3 separate regions of the Oryctolagus cuniculus genome follow, and regions 2 and 3 are each linked to region 1. Evidence: chromatin contacts called from public Micro-C data. All regions are on one chromosome and are shown on one strand. The core of a region is the stretch at or near the end of the contact, and the rest is flanking DNA. Distances in the headings are between cores, read along the strand shown.

Region 1 (4,751 bases), core at 1,114-3,613:
GGCTGAAAAACCCCAGGTCAGACATTGGAACCAGGCTCCCCAGCCACGAGCTCCGGGACCTGGATTCTCAGACTTCTACAGCACAAAGTTCAGACCGTTCCCTGACCATGGGGAGTGCTCCTAACAGGTTCATCTGTCCACAGGCAGCTAAGGGGCTGCCTTCCTCCTCCCGAGGTGTTTTAACTCCCTGCCAGTTCTCCCTGGGAGCAAACTGTCCTCTGGGCCTATCAGGAAAGAGAAAAATACTCTCCTAAAAAGGGCAACTGTGACACAAAGGGAAAAACACTGACATGGGATATTATGGGGGAGAGCAGGAATGGAGGGCTATGGAGGGCTGGACACGGACCATCCCCAGAATCTAGAGGCATTCTCAGGGGAGGTGAAAGCTAAGAGTAGCAAGGGCCCAAGATGAAGGGAGGAACACCCCAGACAGAGCACAGCCCATGCAAAGGTGTATTTAAGATGTAAGGTGCAGGGGCCGGCGCTGTGGCACAGCGGGTTAAGCCCTGGCCTGAAACGCCAGCATCCCATATGGGCGCCAGTTCTAATCCCAGCTGCTCCTCTTCTGATCCAGCTCTCTGCTATGGCCTGGGAAAGCAGTAGAAGATGACCTAAGTCCTTGGACCCCCGCACCTACGTGGGAGACCTGGAAGAAGCTCCTGGCTCCTGGCTTTAGATCAGCACAGCTTCAGCCATTGTGGCCAATTGGGGAGTGAACCAGCAGATGAAAGACCTCTCTCTCTGTCTCTCTGCCTCTCCTTCTCTGTGTAACTGTGACTGTCAAATAAAATAAATAAGTCTTAAAAAAAAAAAAAGATGATAGGTGCATGCAGAGGAAGGAGAAGAGACAAAGCCAGATGGAGGGTCAGGCTCACAACACAGACAGCCCTACCAAGAAATTGAGGTTTGACTCCGCAGGCCACAAGGAGCCACGGCAGGCCGTGGGACGCTGCAGAATCCTAGCAGTGGCTCCCTTGAGCTACCCACCTGGCCAAATCACTGGCACCACCTTCCCCCACTCACATCAGCCTCCATTCTTTATGCCCACCTTCCACTCCTATCCAAAAATTCGACCTTAGATCCCCTCTGTGTAACTTTTAGGTCAAAAGGAGGCAACCATCTGATGGAGGCAATTCACACGAGTCTCAGCCAAGCAGAGCCAGGCACATGAGCTGACCTGAGGGCCCAGCCCAGGACAAGGTGGCCAGCTCTGCTCTCCCAGCTCATCATACTGCGACCTCTCAGAGCTTCTTCTGGCTTAGCTGGAGGAAGCGGCGCTTTCTCTGAATGGATTCATGACCCTTAAAGGGCAGGAGAGGGCACCAGAGAGGAAATGAGACAGTTCGCACGAGGTGTGGCCAGACCCGACTGAGATACCTTAGGAGCCTCACCAAGGCCATGCGGAGCTGAACGTGACGGGCTAACAGCTGGTGCCCTCAAATGGTCAGTTCCGTCCTCAGAAGGGCATAATACGAGGAGCAGACTCCGAAGGCGCCACTGAACCCTGCCACGCCGCCCAGTGGGGGCGTGTTCACGCTCCCGGGGCAGCGCTTCACGTGGGAGAGGAAAGCAAGGCGGCCTACGAACCCCTCACTCCCCTCCTGCACCAGCCAAGCGCGTCTGGCCCCGGACACGCCCCCCGGACGAGGCCTCCAGCAGGCTACATTTAGAGCTGGGCTGCGGGCATTGGGCTACCGGCGTTGGAAGTGCGGAGGGCGACGAAGCCCCTTCCGCTGTTGCCCGCAGCTGTTCCAGGAGCGCGCAGCATGGTATCCAGGACGGGCGTGGGCCACCCGCCAGGAGCCCCCAGCTGTGGCCCCGCTCACCTTGCACTTGAAGCCGGCGGCGGGCGGCAGTAGCTCCCGCAGCAGGCCCTTGGCCACCTCGCGACTGGCCTCCTCGCTCACGAAGTGCAGGTTAAGTACCTCGTGTGCCTCGAACTTGGCGAGGCGCAGCAGCGAGCGCAGCGCAACGCGGGCCTTGGACTGCAGCGCAGCATTGTGCTCCGCCTTGGTGAACATCATCAGCAGGTGGTAGTCCACCGGCCCGGCCCCGCCGCCCTCCAGGCTCTTGGCCTTGGCGCCCGCTGCCGGCGCCACAGAGCCGCGCGCCAGCTCCGGCGCAGGCGGCGAGGGCGCGGCGGGGGCCCCGGCGCGGGCTTCCTTCAGCCTCTTGGTGGCGCTGGAGAAGGTCTCCCGACCCGAGCCCAGGTAGTAGAAGGCACAGACGGCGAGCGCCGCGGCCAGCAGCAGCGCGCAGTAGTGGGAGCGCACAGCGCCCAAGCGCGCCATGGCCCGAGCGCATGGGGACCCGCCTAGGAGAAGACCCATGCGCCACAAGCAGGCGGCCCCAGCAGCCGGGAATGGGTCGTGGAGACCAGCAACCCCGCAGCCTCTTAGGGGCCGCGGCGGCAGGCGGCGGCCATTGTGGAGGCGGGGTCGAGCCGCCCACAGCCAATGGCGGGTGCTGGTGCGCGGAGAGGCGGGGTCGGGGCGTACCCGGAAGCCCCTGGGTCCTAGGTTCAGAGGGATTGGAAGCCGGAGGGTTGGCGGGTAGGCTGAGAAGTGGCGCTGCGATGTGCCCAGCACCGGAGGCTACACGCCTACTCTGGGCCTGAAAGGAACCTTTGGTTAGCACTCTCCCGGATGCAGTAAGAGGGAGAAGTTTTGTCTCCTGAACCCTGCGTCTTTCCTGGTTTCCTGGAAGCTTTACACATCGTGAATGGGGCTAGGGGATTTAAGCTAGCACGGTCCTAGTAGTGCGGTGGAAATTGCCTCCCCAGCCAGCGGCAGAGGGGGCTGCCTGCAGGGGGACCTCGCGGTCATTCTCAGAGCCCTCGCCGAGTAACGCCTGAGATCTGTTCCTTTGTGGTTTTCAGACCGACCTCAACACTTTACAAAGGGCCTTAACCGAGGCTCAGTAACTTGCCCACACACAGCCAACGGCAGTTTGGACCCTCGAGCTGGACACGGCCAACCGGAAACTCATTAATTTCGATCTTCTTTAAATTGATGATATACGATAGTGTTGAATTAACCATGGACAAGTAGTTTGCATGTCTGAAAGAAGTCAAAGTGCATGGACGAATACACAGACTGATCTCTTACCAGTTTGTGATGCCATGTCATTACTTCTCAAAGTGTGAGTGAAACCCACCTTTCCCAGAACTACAATTCATCTATTAAACTTCACTGTATTTGAAAGTGAGAGATCAGCCTTCCAGCGGTCAGTTCACTCCCCAAATGCCCGTAACACCCAGAGCAGAGCTGAAGCCAGGAGCCAGAAACTCTCCATCCACCCAACCAAGTACTTGACATGGCCTGCTGTCTCCCAGGGTGCACAGTAACAGGAAGCTGGATCAGAAGTCTTAGGTGGGACTGGATCACAGGCATCCCAGGCAGCCACTTAAGCCACAATGCCAGTCTCGCATCTCATTCTTAACACTTGCTCCTTTCAGTTGCAGCAGCTGAAACAGGCCTAACAAGTTCAATACGTACAACTCATTTTGAAAAAAACCAGTAACAGACAACACTATGAGGTAGAAGTATTTTATATTCAAGGAAATGCAGACTTAATTACCCAAGTCTAATCAGCACCTAAGGGAGCCATAATCTCATTCCAAGTCTTACTGCTTCCCCAGACCCAAGCTTTTTAAAACCAGTTACTCCAGCCCTGTTTCAGCACCCAACTCTGGTTAAGAGAGCAAGCTCTGGAGTGGACAGTCCAGGCTGGAACATGAGCTATGCCACTCTAAGTTGTTAGGCTTAGGCAAGGCCCTGAACTGCAATTACACCATATGTAAAATGGATCTAATACTAGTGTTTGCCTCAAAGGGTTATGAGAAAAAGGATGAAAAGCATTACAAGGGGCAGGCATTGTGCTGAGGCTGAAGCTGCCGCCTACAATGCTAACATCCCATTTGAGTGCCGGTTGGAGCCCTGCCACCTCCACTTCCAATCCTCCTACCCGCTAAAGTGCCTGGGAAAGCAGAAGATAGCTCCAGTGCTCCTGCCCCTGCACCCACATGGGAGACCCAGATGGCGTTCCAAGAAGCCATCTGGGGAGTGAACCAGTGGATTGGAGATTTCTTTGTGTTTCTCCCTAACTCTGCATTTTCAAATAAATAAATCATTTTTAAAAAATTGTAACTGTGGTTAATGCTTCAGAAATAATAAACGATGCTACAGACACCAAACCTTTAAAGCCTAAGTATCGAACATGTACAATAATAATTTAGCACCTGCAGCTTTTCTGGAGTATTTATAAATACTCAACTCCAAATCTCTATTAAGCCATTAATACATGTCTTCCAGAATTTCCATAGCAACATCTATAGCTTTTATTACATTCTAATGGGGCCAGCACTGTGGCACAATGGGTTAAAGCACTGGTCCGTAGCACCGACATCCCATATGGATGCCAGTTATAGAGTCCGAGCTGCTCCACTTCTGATCCAGCTCTCTGCTGTGGCCTGGGAAAGCAGTAGAAGATGGCCTGAGTCCTTGGGCCCCTGCATTCGCGTGGGAGACCTAGAAGAAGTTCCTGGCTCCTGGCTTTGGATCACCTCAACTCAGCTCTGGCTGTTGCCGCCATTTGGGTTGTGAACCAGTGTATGGAAGACCTCTCTCTCTCTCTGGTTCTACCTCTAACTCTCTTAAATAAATATAATAAATCTTAAAATTTTTTAAAATGTAAACACATCTTAAACTTTAAAAAAATAAACATTCTAATTACTAATAAATTACATCTAT
Region 2 (4,751 bases), core at 1,359-3,858, 220 kb after region 1:
ATGAAAAGATTTTATAAAAATGCGATAGAAAAGGTGGGAATGGGGAAGAGGAGGCTAGGAAAGAGACTGCCAATGCTGAAAAGGTAATAGGTTCTATAGGACATGGAGATTTTAAAATCTTGTAGTTTTAAGGGCTTAAAAAGGGTAGCTAATAAATAAGAAACTTACTTCCCTCAGCCTAATTATGTTGTTTTTCCTACCCTTGTAGATTTCTTTATGATACTAAGTAGGAAATACTCCTATGGTAGGAGTACATCTCTACTGAAGAAAAATCAGGCACTGAGTGAATACAAATTTTAATCATCTAACTTACAAAGAAAAATATAGATAAGTATTGTGCAAGATTTAATGTCTTACAGGCAGAGATGGACAAAAGGCCACAGTTATATTTTAAAAGTCATGGCTTGGGGCCGGCGCCGTGGCTCACTTGGTTAATCCTCCGCCTGCGGCGCCAGCATCCCATTTGGGTGCCGGGTTCTAGTCCTGGCTGCTCCTCTTCCAGTCCAGCTCTCTGCTGTGGCCCGGGAAGGCAGTGGAGGATGGCCCAAGTGCTTGGGCCCTGCACCCCATGGGAGACCAGGAGGAAGCACCTGGCTCCTGGCTTCGGATCGGCGCAGCCAGCCGGCCTTAGCGGCCATTTGGGGGGGTGAACCAACAGAAGGAAGACCTTTCTCTCTGTCTCTCTCTCTCTCACTGTCTAGCTCTCCCTGTCAAATTGAAAAAAAAAAAAAAAAAAAAAAAAAGGTCATGGCTTAAAAAATGGAAAAGAGGGGCCTGAGTTGTGGCGCAGCAGGCAAAGCTGCAGCCTGCAGTACTGGCATTACATCTGGGCACTGGTTTGATTCCTGGGTGCTCTACTTGCAATCCAGCTCCCTGTTAATGTGCCTGGGAAAGCAGTAGAAGATGGCCGAAGTTCTTGGGCCCCTGCCACCTAAAAGTGGGAGACCTGAATGAAACTCCTGGTTCCTGACTTCAGTCTGGCCCAGCTCTGGCCATTGTGACCATTTGGGAAGCAACAGGGCAATGAAGATTCTCTCTGTAACTCTGCCTTTCAAATAAATACATCAATCTTTTTTAAAAAAGAAATTGAAAAGAAAGGACAGGACAGGACAGGACTGGACAGGAAAGCACTGGTGCAGGTGTAAATTTCCAGCAGCAAGAGGGGTATTCATAGTCTTACCATTGTCACTAAGAGTTAATGTCGGAAGTCTGAATAGAAATTGATGAAAAGTTGAAACTATTCACTTGAATACACCAAAAGAAACCATAAGGACACGGGTAAAATAGAAAACAAAGACTCCAAGGCAGTTATATGGGAGATATAGGTCATCTAAAAATGGATTATATATTTTTAAAAGGCAGACAGACATGTAATAACTACTACTTAACATGAATAACCAAAAATATTATAATCTGACACTATTATGAGTCAGTGACTCACCAGTTTGTATCACAGAATTACTCATATTTCATACTATGCTCACCAGGACAATAACATGATAGTTTACTTTCCTAAGACTTAACCATTCTCAGCGTCATAAATAAAGTAAGTTGCACCACCAACGAAAAGCATCAGTGTTTAAATATGAAGAGTAGGTAATAAGCTTAAAAAGTCATTAGTGGTAAAGAAGATTCACCTTCAGAATAGTAAATAAGTAAAATCTACTTCCTATGACTGGGAAAGAGTCGCTACAAAGGGCTGGTTTTCAAAAGACTTAAAAAAAATCACATAGACTGCCAATCCAACAGCCAAGAGAATTAACATTGGAAAGATATGACATGCTCTCCAACTAAAGGGATGTAAAAGAAATCTTTCACATTAAATATCTGTTGCTGGGATGGACACCAATGTAGCAAAGACATCTGCATCCCATATCAGAGTGCCTGGGTTTGATTCACCACTCGGCCTCCTTATTCCCCACTAACATAGACCCTGGGAGGCAATGATGATGGTTCAATTAACTGGGTTCCTGCCACCCATATTGGAGACTTGGAAGGAATGCCTGGCTTTGGCCTGGCACAGTCTTGGCCCTTGTGGGCATTTGTGGAATAAATCTGTGGATGGGAGCTTTCTGTCTCTTACATAAATAAAAAATGAAAACAAAAACTCCATCATGTTTCTTTTAAAAATTTTAAGTTTTCATTAGCTCATTATGACAAAATATGACCTGAAAACATTTAAAACAAACTACAATTTAAAGATGACAGATATCCTTGTCCAAAGCCAAGTAGATCATAAAACAAAGCCACATACTATAACATATGGTCTTAAGTTAACAAATACTCTTTAAAAACTTTTTTGAAATTTGCCACAGGAGTTGAAATTTTAGAAACATTCAGCATCACAATAAAATATGAGTTTTCTCCTGCAATTTTAAATCAAATTATATCTAAGACGGAGAGGATCAAAAGTCTCAGTGATACTTTCAAAACATCAAACCTTGATTTGATTCTTCTGTATTCATGCTTTCTCCATCTGCAGTCTCTGACATTTCTTCATCTTCCTCATCATCATGTAGGTCTTTCGAAATTAACTGTCTAGCTAATTTAATATTTAGTCCTTCATTGTAGTGAAGCTTCCTTTTCATTTCAAATTGTCGCTTTTTTTCTGTAAGATACCAAAAAAACAAGCTCAGAAAGTCTCAGCTCAAGAGACTAAGTTTTACTGGGAAAGTCATGTTTGTTTTCATCATGTTTAATGCTGTTTTTGTGCTCAATGGCAGAGTTAAGTAGTTTGCAAAAACACTGCAGACAACAAAATCTAAAATATTACTACCTGGTGCTTTACAGAAAAGTTTGCTAACTGCTGCTTTAAATTGTTCAAGTGTATCTCAAGAGAAGACAGGAGTAAGAGTTGTTAACGCCCTGGCCTGGGGCGTCAGCATCCCACACGGATGCCAGTTCTAGTCCCGGCTGCTCCACTTGCAATCCAGCTCTCTGCTATGGCCTGGGATAGCAGTGGAGGATGGCCCAGGTACTTGGGCCCCTGCACCCACATGGGAGAACCGGAGGAGGCTCCTGGCTTCGGATCGGTGCAGTTCTGGCCGTTGCAGCCAATTGGGAGTGAATCATAAGAAGGAAGACCTCTCTCTCTCTCTCTCCTCTCTCCTCTCTCTCTCTCTGTGTAACTCTGACTCTCAAGTGAAAAATAAATAAATCTTTAAAAAAAAAGAATTATATTTGAGATAGAATTTAAATATATTTCCTCATCAGGAGTTGAATGGGGGAAAAAAAGCATGTTATAATACCATATACATATTATGTACAAAGCCTGTACACATACATATACAAGCACATATGCAAAATACTAAACAACAATTAACAGTGGTTAATTCTAGGTCAAGAACTATATCATAGTTTTAATATATAAACAGGAGGTCGGTGCCATGGTGCAGCGGGTTAAGCCCTGGCCTGAAGCACTGGCATCCCATATGGGCGCTGGTTCTAGTCCCAGCTGCTCCTCTTCTGATCCAGCTATGGCCTGGGAAAGCAGTAGAGGATGGCCCAAGTCTTGCACCTGAGTGGGAGACCCAGAAGAAGCTCCTGGCTCCGGATCAGCCCAGCTACAGCCATTGCGGCCATCTGGGGAGTGAACCATCAGATGGAAGACATCTCTCTCTCTCTTTCTCTCTCTGCCTCTTCTCTCTCTGTGTAACTCTGACTTTCAAATAAATAAATAAATTCATATATATATATATATAAAAAAACAGGAAACATTCTCTCATGTACATAGCAGACTTATATAATTTTTAAGTAGTGACAAGTGGGGCTTGTATTGTGGTGGAGAGGGTTAAGCTGTTGCCTGTGACACCAGCATCCCATATGGGTCCCGGCTGCTCCACTTCTGATTCAGCTCCCTAATAATGTATCTGGGAAAGCAAGGGAAGATCTTGATAGAGTTCTAGAATCCTGGCTTTGGCCATGCCCAGTTCAAGCTTTCATAGCCATTTGGGGAATAAACAAGCAGATGGAAGATTCTAACTCTGCCTTTCAAATAGCAAATAAATAACTAAAGTGACAAAGCACTGAGTTATAATTCCTTATTTGCAAAGATCTCTGATTTCCAATAAAAAGCTGATCTCATAGAAGCAGAGAGTACAACAGTGGTTACCAGAGCCTGGGGGTGGTTTGAGAATGTTTGGAGGTAAGATGGAGAGAGTTGGTTAACAGGTATAGGTGTGGGTTTCATTTCAGAAAAAATTTCGAGTTTTCTGCGTAGTACTAAGGGCAGGCACCATGGCCGCCCTCAGACCCCTGGTGAAGCCCAAGATCGTCAAAAAGAGGACCAAGAAGTTCATCCGCCACCAGTCGGACTGCTATGTCAAGATTAAGCATAACTGGCGGAAACCCAGAGGTATTGACAACAGGGTGCGGAGAAGATTCAAGGGCCAGATCTTGATGCCCAACATTGGCTACGGGAGCAACAATAAGACCAAGCACATGCTGCCCAGCGGCTTCCGGAAGTTCCTGGTCCACAACGTCAAGGAGCTGGAGGTGCTGCTGATGTGCAACAAATCCTACTGTGCAGAGATTGCTCACAACGTCTCCTCCAAGAACCGCAAAGCCATTGTGGAGAGAGCGGCCCAGCTGGCCATCAGGGTCACCAACCCCAACGCCAGGCTGCGCAGTGAAGAAAATGAGTAGGCGGCTTGGGTGCGCATTTTATTTGTGTTTAAATAAAACCTTAAAAACCGGAAAAAAAAAAAAAAAACAGGTACAGGTGTACAGTTTGATAGGAGGAATAAATTTTT
Region 3 (4,751 bases), core at 1,125-3,624, 160 kb after region 1:
ACAGAGTTTCTGGCTTTCACCTGGCCCAGTCCTGGCTGTTGTAATTGTTTGGGGAGTGAACCAGCAGGTGGAAAGTATCCATCTCTCCTTTTCTGCTGCTTTGCATTTCAAATAAATAAATCTGTTTGAAAAATCTCTACTATCTTGGGGTTAGCATGGTGCGAAGCCCCCACTTGCAATGCTGGCATCCCATTTCAGAGTCCTGGTTCAAGTCTCAGCTGCTCTGCTTCTGATCCAGCTCCCTAATAATGCACCTGATAAAGCAGCAGAAGATGGCCCAAGTACTAGGGCCCTTGCCACCCACAAAAGAGATCCAGATGGAGTTCCAAGCTCCCGGCTTTGTCCTGGCCCAGCTCCAGCCATTGTGGCCACTTGGAGAGTGACCCAGTGGATGGGAAGAGCTTTCTTTCAGTCTCTCGCTTTCTGTCACTCTGCCTTTCAAATAAAATATAATAAACCTTTCAAAAAACCTAATCTTAATTAAAATAAATTTTACATTCAAGTTTAACAGTTCATTATAACCTAATCAGTATCCTTCTCTCGTCTTATACTCAATAATTCATTTATTTCAAAAACAAAGACATCACATGGTTTGCAACCAACACCATGGTTAGAACTATTTCCAAATCACTTCACTCAACTTCTTTTTTGAAGAACCAAACTTAAAAGGTAAAACAAAGAGCACAGTTACATTCCCTAAGAGAAAAATGCTGTGATCACTTAAAATAGCTGAGTCATATTAAAAAAACTTACAAAAAGCATAACTTTCTAAGGTACACTTTAAAAAATACTTCATTTGACACACTGCCCTGAAAACTAACCTGAAAAGCTGTCCTACACAATCCAAGCTGTTTGTCTTAAGTCCTTCAATTCATGCAGAGACTAAAACTTTCAAAAGCGAATGACAACAACAGCAAGTCCAAGTGTTGTTTTCTGTAGGCAACAGCCCTAAGCTCCAAAGAAAATGAACACCCCAAAATCATCAAAGGCAGAAAGTGTTGTTATATCTTCTTTAAACTGTTAAGAGTTCCTTAGTTTTACAATTCTTTTTCTTAAACTTTTCACCGGAAGGAGAATGAACAGTCAGGATGGGAAGTTCGCTTCCAGGCAGACGGCACTAGGACTTAGAATTCAGGCTGAGAGATCAGCGGGAACACACGTATGAGGGCACTTTAAAAAGTTCGTGGGAAAAAGGAATTAAAATAAGCTTGCGTGCAAAACTGGACATCTATGCATAGTGTTTTCAGGATACACTTTGTCTATAAGTTCTTAAAGACCCCGCTACATCCAAGCACAGAGGAAACTTTCAGGAAATGCCACTATCGTAAGTTTTATGCCTCCACCCCCCCCCCCTTTTTTTAAGACCTTAGGCCAGCCCTGTAAACACACGATAAAAACACAACCTAGACAAACTCCACTCTGCAAAGCAATTCACGAGTTTGCTAGAACGCTCCGGAGGGAAAGAGCCTCCCTAGCCCGCCTCCGGCCGGCAGCCTCTCCCGCGGGTGACCGGAATGCCACCACGGCAGGGTAAGTGACAGGTCCCCTCGCGCACCGCCCGCGGTCGAGGCCCTCCCGGACCCGGCAGCGGGAAAGCAATGCAAACGCAGCCTTCGGGGCCCTCCTACTTCCGTTCTCAAAGCAGAAACGCACGCTTGGTTTCTCCTCGTCCTCACCCCGAAGCCCTGCACCCCTGGGCAGCAGTGCCTCTTCGGAGAGCTCGAGTGGACAGAAAAGCGGACGGTCGCCGATCAGGGCGCCAGGACTCCCACAGGAACCGGCCGCCGGCGCCCTCCGGAGAGCGAAGCAGCTCAAGCCCGCGTCCCACCTCGCTCCCCACGGCCCCCGCCCGCGGGTAAGAGGAGCGGAAAAGCGCAAAGAGGAACTAAGTGAGGGGCGAGAGAATGCCCTGAGAGCTCCGTGCAAGGCGGTGGGGAGGGGTGGAAGCCGAGAGGGAGCGGAAGGAAGAGGAGAGGAAGAGCAGCGGGCGGAGGAAGGGGCCAGGGCGCGCGCCCGCGAGGGGCCGAGACTTCGGGAACGCGGGCGCTCCGCCCCGGGCAGAGGGCGAGGAAGAGAGGGTGAGGGGGTGCAGGGGTGCGGGGGTAAGGAGGCGGCGGCCCGCTGCCGGCCACGCCTGGCCCCTCGGGAAAGGTCGGTCGGGGGCTGCAGTGCCCTCGTCGGGGCACGCTCGCCCGTCGGAAGACAAGGACTGCCCGGCCCTCCGCCCGCTCCGCGGGCCGGCTCTCACGCCCCCACCGCTGGGGAGGCCGCTCCCGGGCGACGCCGGCCGGGCGCCGGGCGGCCGTGCTGGCTACCTGAAGCGGGGTGAGTCCTTCAGACACTCCTCGAAATCCACCGTCATCTTCATCCTGCCTCCGCCTCGCCTAGCGCGCGGCGACGGAAGAGCCGAGGGGCCGCGGGAGCGGCCACGCTGGGGACCCGGACGGCTTCGGCGGGAGCTCGGCCGCTACGAGCGCTGCGCGGGACTGCGGAGGGCGCCTCGGCCGCTGGTCATAGCAGCAGCGAAGACAGCGACGGCTCTTCAGGCCCCAGTCCGGCCCCTCTTCCTCCCGCCCCCAGCAGAGCGCTGGCCTCAGGGAAACGGCCCCGGAGTGACAGCCGCGGCCAGCCAGCCACGAACCCGGCGGCCAATGGGCGGGGCTTCCGGCAGCACCGCCTGCGGGCGCTCCGGCAACACACCTGAGCGACGGTTGCCCGGACCAATGAAGAGCGCGACCGTGGGCACCTCCTTGCCACAACCGCTCCCGACGGCCAACCGAGATGCGCAGGCGTCGTTAGGCGGGACGCATCGGTTGCTGGGAGGCCTGCAGCCGAGGCTCCTTGGGAAGGAAGTCACGTGACTGCGCCCCGCGCTTCCCTCGGAGCCTCCGCCTCTTCTCCTGCTTTCCCAGCCCCGCCCTGCTGAGCTGCCAACGCTGAGGAGCCGCCTCCTGCAGGTCTGAGGAGGCAGATTTGCTCTTCAAAGCAGCTTTGGCAAAAATCTGAAGGGGTGAGGGGTAAAAATTATAAAGGAAGAGACTGGCTAAACCACGACTTTCAGTTCAGAGAAACTGAGGCCAAGAGAGGAGAGGGGGCAACTTTAATGATAAAAGTCATATTTCACGTCCTGGTTCCATCGATTAATAATCTGGAAACTGCTCCCCCGTACTTCCTGCAAGAGCTGGCGTTTGGGATGGGCGTGGAAAGAGCAGAAGGAGGCACACAGCTGCGAGGGGCAGGGCGTCTCTGTGGAGGAACTGTTCCCAGAGCCGCAGCAGACGGCTCTCTCCTCGCTGACTCCTCTCTCCGTGCCCTGAGGCCCGTCTGAAGACCGGGCTTCATGTGCCCCGCCGTGCAACACCTGCCCCTTTGCTCCACACTTTTTCCAGAAGCACTTTAACGTATTCATGAGCTGATTCTCAACTTGACTCCACAAGGCAAGTGTTTACCATACTCCCTAATTGTAAGATGCCATTGGTAGCAAAAAGGGCAATGAATTCATTACCCTTAAATATATTTTTTAAACGAACTTGAAAGTCATAGGCGCTTCTTAAGAGTGTCTATGTAGGGTGTTCTGACAGCATAATGGCTCTGAGAATCTGGGAGCAAACTTTTTCCATTTACTTCCTAGGTTTGTGGCTTTAAAATTAAGATAACACCACTATTCCAATAGAGTTGTCAAGTTAACAGAGTGCCACATAGTAATAATTCAGTGACTGTTGGTTATTGTAACTGGCCGCTTTCTTCTTCAGTAATCAAGGACTAAGTTTCAGCACTTACACTTTTACTGTCTAAACTCTTAACCTTTTGACCATCTGGTTAAGTATAGCATGATGACATAGTTTTTCATAGCCTATGTTTATCTCAATCTCTTTAGCACCTTTAGAAAGTAACAGTAGAATTTTCAGACATTTCAAAGCATATACAAGCATTCTGTATGCTTCCTCTTTGGTTATAAATTTATTTTTGTTCTTTTAATTAAATTGCATATCCCTCAGGCAGGCACTGCAGCACAGCAGGTTAAGCTGCTGCTTGGGACGCCCACATCCCATATTGGAATGCCTGAGATCAGCCCCGCCTCCACTTCCAATCCAGCTCCCTGCTCATGTGTTCCCTGGGTGATTGCAGGTGATGGTTCAAATACATGGGCCTCTTCCACACACATGGGAGACCCCGCTGGAGTTCCTGGCTCCTGGCTTCAGCCTGGTCCAGCTCCAACTGTTGTAATTTAGGGAGTGAATCACTGGATAGAACTCTTTCTATCCCCCACCCCCACCCGGCCCCTTCAAATAAGCATGAACTTTAGGGGCCAGGACTGTGGCAGAGTGAGTAAAGCCACTGCCTGCGACACTGACATCCCATATGGGTGCTGGTTTTAGTACTGGCAATTCCCTGCTAATGGCAGAGGATGGCCCAAGTATCTGGGACCCTGCCACCCATGTGGGAGACCAGAAGAAGCGCCTGGCTCCTGGCTTCAGTCTGGTCCAGCCCTGACTTTTGCAGCCATTTGGGGAGTGAACCAACTGATGGAAGATCTTTCTCTCTCTCTCTCTCTCTCTCTCTCTTTCTCTCTTTCTCTCTTTCTCTCTCTCTAACTCTGTCTTTCAAATAAATAAAAATAAATCCTTCTTAAAAAGAGAATAAACTTGGGCCAGCGCCATGGCTCACTAGGGTAATCCTCTGCCTGCGGTGCCGGCACCACAGGTTCTATTCCCGGTTGGGGCGCCAGTTCTGTCCCGGTTGCTCCTCTT

Evidence for each region. Hi-C and Micro-C count contacts between places; a contact is called where the count stands out from the background.
Region 2: a contact with region 1 is called in a Micro-C map of ear pinna, with 5 times the contacts expected there. The contact joins the promoter of LOC100338504 here to the promoter of XXYLT1 in region 1. A contact is called at or near these places in 4 of 6 Hi-C or Micro-C datasets (ear pinna, embryonic fibroblasts, skin fibroblasts and 1 more).
Region 3: a Micro-C map of ear pinna shows a contact between it and region 1, with 5 times the contacts expected there. The contact joins the promoter of ACAP2 here to the promoter of XXYLT1 in region 1. A contact is called at or near these places in 2 of 6 Hi-C or Micro-C datasets (ear pinna and psoas muscle).

Annotation. Positions count from the first base shown.
Region 1 is chr4:84,313,474-84,318,224 of mOryCun1.1, reverse strand. It overlaps XXYLT1 (xyloside xylosyltransferase 1), which reads right to left and starts at 2,363. Exons shown (of 4, transcript XM_008266698.4): 1 at 1,827-2,363. The coding sequence starts at 2,330.
Region 2 is chr4:84,093,378-84,098,128 of mOryCun1.1, reverse strand. It overlaps LOC100338504 (large ribosomal subunit protein eL32), which reads left to right and starts at 2,608. Exons shown (of 1, transcript XM_051818932.2): 1 at 2,608-4,711. The coding sequence starts at 4,237. The coding sequence ends at 4,644. It overlaps PPP1R2 (protein phosphatase 1 regulatory inhibitor subunit 2), which reads right to left. Exons shown (of 6, transcript NM_001082744.2): 5 at 2,441-2,608.
Region 3 is chr4:84,151,025-84,155,775 of mOryCun1.1, reverse strand. ACAP2 (ArfGAP with coiled-coil, ankyrin repeat and PH domains 2) reads right to left here and starts at 2,374. Exons shown (of 23, transcript NM_001082174.1): 1 at 2,316-2,374. The coding sequence starts at 2,368. LOC108177995 (a long non-coding RNA gene) reads left to right here and starts at 2,903. Exons shown (of 4, transcript XR_011387985.1): 1 at 2,903-3,437.